Regions from separate parts of the Mus musculus genome. Here region 2 is linked to region 1. Evidence: chromatin contacts called from public promoter capture Hi-C data. All regions are on one chromosome and are shown on one strand. The core of a region is the stretch at or near the end of the contact, and the rest is flanking DNA. Distances in the headings are between cores, read along the strand shown.

What was found. Promoter capture Hi-C pulls out the DNA fragments that hold promoters and counts their contacts.
Region 2: a promoter capture Hi-C map of embryonic stem cells shows a contact between it and region 1, with 2.9 times the contacts expected there. A contact is called at or near these places in 2 of 39 promoter capture datasets (embryonic stem cells and hippocampal neurons).

Annotation. Positions count from the first base shown.
Region 1 is chr15:51,863,694-51,866,955 of GRCm38.p6, forward strand. Eif3h (eukaryotic translation initiation factor 3, subunit H) reads right to left here and starts at 1,768. Exons shown (of 8, transcript NM_080635.1): 1 at 1,633-1,768. The coding sequence starts at 1,764.
Region 2 is chr15:53,900,777-53,904,038 of GRCm38.p6, forward strand. It overlaps Samd12 (sterile alpha motif domain containing 12), which reads right to left and starts at 1,660. Exons shown (of 5, transcript NM_177225.4): 1 at 1,593-1,660. The coding sequence starts at 1,605.

The sequences.
Region 1 (3,262 bases), core at 518-3,017:
TTATGACTTAAAATACTTTCCAAGTGTTGAAATGATACTTTACAAGTCCACCCACCAACTAATTTGCGATCTTTAAACATGTATTATTTATTCCTAAAAGGCACCTGCCTCAAAAAGCCATTGAAAGCTGAAACTGTCAGCTAAGTAAACAACCTAACATTTCTTTTTCACAGTACTATGCAAGTGATACTTAACTGGAGGCATAAAGCTTTCTAAACTTAAGCTCTTCCCTGCATCTTTCAAACTCTGACATCCACAGGTATTACAGTCAGTAACAAGCACAGCTTACAGTCTCCCATGCTCACCACATACAGGTTTTCACATAATCCAAACGATACACCAATGCCTAACTACTTCTCAATCCCATCTGAACACATGAGGTAACTAAAGCTGGTTAAGGCCAACTTCTTAGGGCCACAGAGACTAAGTCTATAAACATCAGGTTATATTAAACAACAAACACAAAAAAGCCTCATGACAATCTAACTAAACTATAGTCCAAAGTGAAATTACTAATAATTTCCACTTAAACACTGCCTGCTGCAATCACAATTTTCACATAAATTAAAAAATCCCTATTACAAGAGTCTTTAGCCGGGCATGGTGGCGCACGCCTTTAATCCTAGCACTTGGGAGGCAGAGGCAGGCAGATTTCTGAGTTCGAGGCCAGCCTGGTCTACGAAGTGAGTTCCAGGACAGCCAGGGCTACACAGAGAAACCCTGTCTCGAAAAAAAAAAAAAAAAAAAAAAAAAGTCTTTAGAAAATACCTAATGGATAATACCTAAAAACTGGTTTGAGAGAAAAGGGTGCTTTGGGGAAAAAAGAAAAAAGAAGAAAAGAAGGAGGAGGAGAAAGAAGGGAGAAGAAGAAGACGACGACGATGACCTTTTTCTTTTCTCTGTGGTTTTCTTTTTGAGACAAGATCTCGGTGCCAAATGACCTCAAACTCGTGGAGCTCTGCCTGCCTGGGCCTCACCTGTGCTCAGGGTAAAGACATGTGCCACCACAACCTTCAGGAGGAAGGTTCCTAAAGCTTAGAACCCCACCTCATTTCTAGATTCGCATATTTTCTCTTCCATCCACTACCTTCCCCCGAGCTTCCCCAGATACTCTAAGTCATGGATCTTATGCAGAAATAAACTTACGGCTGTGTCCTATGGCTTCTTGGGTTCACGCTGAACTCTGCCTAAGAGTTTTACCCCAGTTCTGCAAGCCCAGGTAAAGTTAACACACGCTAACACAGTAAATCTATTGAGAATGCACTTGGCAAACGCCCCTCCGGGAAGCCAAGGTGTTTCCTTTCCCCTCACTCCTCTCCCTAGAGCCCCAAACAGAACCCTAAATCCTTCCCATCACAACTGTCATTCGGTTGTAACCCCTCCTCTCCTGAGCCTCTAAAAGCCAGACCACGCCAAGCTGTCCCATACCCCCATTCCGGCCCCGTTTCTCAGCACTCAGGTCTCTCGTCGGAAAACAGGGAAGGCTGCGGTGTCTTTCGAGCAAAAGTGAAGATGAAGGAGAAGGGCGCCGAGGGGAGAGCGCGGTCAGCCCGCGCCTGGGGAAGGCGGCAGGAAGCGCGCCCGGCAGGGATCAGCCTCACACGTGGGCCTGTGGCCGCAACCCGCACTCACCAGGCCGTCGATCTGCACCTGCTTCACGGCCGAATCTCCGGAGCCGCCTTTGCCTTTGCCCTTCCCCACCGCGCCGCCAGCAGAACCGGAGGAGGTGGCGGTAGAGCCGGTGCCTTCCTTGCGCGACGCCATGTTTCCAGCCAGACAGGAAGAAAGAGAAGCGTGAGGCGCCGGAAGCGGAACTACGAGGCTCCGTGACGCTATGTTAAGGCTTTGGGGGTGGGGGGGGCGGTGTCTGGAAGCAGGCTGGGCAGGGCCCCGCCTCCTCGGTGGTGTTTCTCCCTCCCCCAACCCTCCCTGAGATTGTGGGAATCCTCTGCGCACGCGCGGAGTTTGGCCCGTACTGCTCAACCCACAGTAATTGATTAGGGTCACTCTGACTACAGAGAAAGAGCTTAGAAGCAAGAGCCATTATTCTACACCCACTCAGAATATACAGAAAATGTCTAAAACATGGTTAACTTTGATCAGTCTCTAAAATGAAAGATTTACCTGGGTAAAATACTCAGAAGTTCTTTTCTGTAGTGTTGTAGTGTGGAAGTTGATGTCATGGTAAGTATTCAGAATGCAGACTCTACGAATAATGCTGACCTATGACATGAGCTCTGAAATACATATTATCGTGACTGGAAAACACTACATCTGTTGTAGGAAGCCATTGTAATAATTCTCTGCTTTAGAGTGACTTTTTCCCTACTCCTTATTCAAAAGTAATGAAATGGTCACACTGTGGCAGAAAATATTGTATGCTAACCTTTAATTTTTGTTGTTGCTATTATTTGGGGTTTGTTATGCATCAATCTGACAGCAAGGATTAAAATGTTACTAATGATTCAATGATTCAATGTCCACTTCTACAAGTCTAGAAGGAATATTAGCATCCTGGCTCACAGAGAAAATCTCCACAAAGTATCAAAGGTGCATCATAGAAGAGTTACACTAGAAAGCAGTAGCAGGGTGTTAAAAAGCAGAAATAAAACTCTCAAAAGAATTAAGTGGGAGTTAAAACTGTGTGGTATTTATAAAGAAAAAATATCCACTAGCTAATCCTACAACATACATAGTTTGACAGGACACTGCCTCTGGAAAGCAGGGACACAAATGTGACAATGGCAGCTTGTAAAGGTGAAGGGGAAAACCCATATTAGGATGAAGTGCTTAATTTTAATTGGGTATGTTAATTAGGTGAGCCAAGGGAGGTGCTGAGTGCTGGACTTCCTTTGATAGCTGGACTTTGGTAGTCATCCACAGGAGGAGGAAGTGGCCAAATAAGGGAATGGACCTTGTTGGCTAGCTTTAGGAATGCAATCTGTTGGTTTGGTTTGATGGAGGGAATGGGGGGAGAAGGGCAAGGCCTAACAGATCGATGCCTGCAGTGCTTGGGCTGGCTAGAGTCCCTTCAGAGAAGTCCCTACTAGCTACCTTTCCATCACCAGATCTGTATTAGACGAGCCAGCCGAAGTAAAGACCCAGAGTTCAGCACCAAAGTACTCAAATATAAATGTTTAAATTATTTTAAGCCGTGCGTGGTGGTGCATGCCTTTAATCCCAACACTTGGGAGGCAGAGGCAGGTGGATTTCTGAGTTCGAGGCCAGCCTGGTCTACAGAGTGCCAGGACAGCCAGGGCTA
Region 2 (3,262 bases), core at 410-2,909, 2.0 Mb after region 1:
CTTAAAACTTCCCATCTGTGGCATTTGGACAACTAAGAAGGCCTCAGGCACCCTTATGGAGTCAGTTTTAAGAGTTCCATGAATGTTTATTGTGCAATCCACAGGCAGTTTTTGAGGGCATGCTATGAAGCACGTTCTATGCTACTGCTTGGCAAATCGGAGTTTTTGGTCTCAGTCTCCCAGTGCTTCGGATTCCAGTGAGAGACATATGAAGTGTGATATGTGTAGATTTAGGCACTGGTGCTGGGGAATATGAGAGCAGGAGGCCCCCAAACTACCGACATGCTTTTCTACCTGAGAGAAGGGTAGAGGGGTGTGTGTTGGGGAGGTGGACATGTTTCCTGGCACAGTTGGAAAAGCTGAAAGTAGAGACATCTAGCTAAGAGGCTCTGATCCTGAGATCACCCAGACTCAGTCCTGAGTTTACAGGTGTTGAGTGTATGAGTTGGACCCTTGCTACTTCAAGTAAAGGGCCAGGGTATTTATTTCATTTGCTGTCTCCTGAGGCAGAGAGGTGAGGCAGAAGCAAGAAACCCTGTTGGTTGTTCTTCTCTGTAGCCTCCAAGGAACCGGATCATTTCCCTTTGGCAAGCAGCCTGATGTCGCTGGCAACCACGCCTTCCTTTTCCTGCTTCAGGTCCCCTCTAACCCTAAGTGCACTCAGGAACCATAATTCTGGAAGTGAAGGTAGGCTCCCTTTATAATCCTACACTCATTTCACTTTATCTCATCATAGAGGTATGAGACACCAGAAACCCTCCTGCTACACATGCCCTCCCTTTCATCTCCCCCGCCCATATCCCCGGACCTACCCTGAACAAAAAGTCTGTCCTCTAAAGTAAGTGAAAGTGACGTGGAAAACTCCAATCCCTCAAAATTTGCCTGACCCAACTCTTAACCGGAAAGTACAAAACAGGCAGGGCTGTGCAATCAAAATGGCAAACTCGAAGTCCAAAATTATACAAGGAAATAGGAAGGCAGTCTTCAAAGGAAAGAATTTCCCAATCCAAGCGGCTGCCTTACACTGATTCTGTGAACTTTGCTAACCCCTGGGCAGGACTATACAGAAGCAGATGTAAAGGCAGCCCCATCCTAGGGGCATATCTGCTACAGGCACTGCTGGTTACACACAGCGAGGGGTCCTCGACCCAGTGGCAATCCAAGCTTCTGGATGACGCACCTGGCTAGAGTCCTTTCCCACGTGTGGGTGGCAGAGCGTGCATCCCCAGCAATGTGGCCACCCAGCCTACCTTGGCTGGAGGGGAAGGGAAAGGGCAAGTCAGGGCTATTCCCTCGCGCTGGACTTCCCGGTTGTCCACCCATTTCCATCACAAAGCTGAGGACTGGGAGCGCTCTTTTTTCACCTTCTGCCCTGAAGTCCTGCTCACCTACACCTCTCTCAATGGCAAACGAAGCAGGTGCCTCCTGGCCTGGCAAGGCTCAGGTGAGCGCCAAGTGGTACAAGGGAGAAGGGGCCCGCTTGCCGCCACCCCCTTTTCTCTCCTCCCCACCGGAGCCGAGCTTCATCAGGGATGTGTGAATTGGAGTGCGCGGGTTAAGAGGGAGCTTAAAACGCCCCAAGCGTCCCTTACCTTCCACAGCCATTCTCTCAGAGCTTGCCTAACGCATGCATAATTTTCTTGGCCGAGGTACTCCTCCTGCCCCGCGCTCCCCCCTCCCCTTGCTTTCGCCTAAATATTCTGCGCTCATCTGCTCCAGGACCAACCTGCTGCGGTCACGCAAAGCGAACAGCCAGCTCCTGCTCCGCGCGAGGCGGCATGGGAGTTGTAGTCCGTTCTTGCACAATCTCCCAACCCCCTCGAAGCCTCCCATTTGTCCCGTGCAGCTCGATTTCGCCACCACAGTAGGAGCGTATATCTACATTCTGTGACATAGGACTGACTACCTGCTCTTCTACGGACCTCGGAAGGGAACCCCGAGAGTGATGGATGATGACATTTGGGAGGACTACATCTCCCAGACTGCCGTGCTCCTAGCTTCTTTCAGCTTTGAGAGAACTCTTGATTGAGACCTTAGCTGTCATTTAAAAGCTTTTAGGCACCTAGCAGTCTTTGGGAGGGAGACAGCAGGGCAGTGGACTTGGCGGGCCACTGGAATCTGGGCGCACTTGGTCAGTGAGGAGAGCAGATGCGCTGGGGATGCTTGTGGCAGTCCCTCTGGGCCAGAGACTTACTCCACAAGGTGCAGTCAAAACTTGTTCTCATCCTGAAATATTTGGGGTTGTGAGATGTCCCTCCAGGAGAAACAGCTGACTTCTGAACCTCTTGGTTGTTTACAGAGTTAAATACTGACGAGGGTAGGATGGCTTTAAAATCTTCCAAAGACAATATCCTAATGAGGCTGCTAAGATTACATTTTCAGGGCATCAGAGCATGGAATAGCTGGATTCCAAAGTGAGAGGCTGTCAACTTTCCTGGCTAGGGTGTCCCTTGGCTGCCTGTGATAGAGTCTTAACACTATACACAGTTTAGTTGCTTTCCACCTCTGAACCTATGATCTTCCTGTGGGGCTGTCTGGTACAATTTTAAATACATACTACATACATGCGTGCATACATACATATATACAAACAAACAAAGAGAGAATCACATGTATGACAGAAACTCCCTGTCGCACCACTGGAGTTCCTGCCTGGCTACAGGAGGTGGCCTCTTCAGGTTCCATATACCCAATGCATTGAGTCATACCTAAGGACACCCCAGTGATTCTTCGGCACCTCCCCTATCCCAAGTCCCAAGTCTCTGTCTCTTCCTGAAGATGCTCCTTACCTCCTACCACATCAGTTGCAGATTTCCATTCATTCTTATGGCCATCCAGCCATCCCCCTGCCCCTCCCTGCACCCAACCCCTTGCCTCCCACTCCTCTCCTGATCCCCACTCTATCCAGTTCCCTTTCTCCATCTGCCTTCTACAATCATTCCATTCCCCCTTCCAAGTGTTTTCCTGACCAGCATCCTTGGGTCTCTTGGACTGTAGCATGAGCATCCTGTATTTTTTTTATTAATCACTTTATTCATTTATATTTGAAATGATATCCCCCTTCCCAGTTACCCCTCTGCAAAGTCCCCATCCCATCTTCCCTCTCCCCCATCCCCTTTACCTCTATGAGGGTGCTCCTCCATCCACTCATGCACTCCTGCCTCACTGTTCTAACATACATACACTGGAACACCAAGTCTCCACAGGACCCAGGGCCTCCCCGCCCATTGATGTCAGATAAGGCCATCCTCTGCTACATATG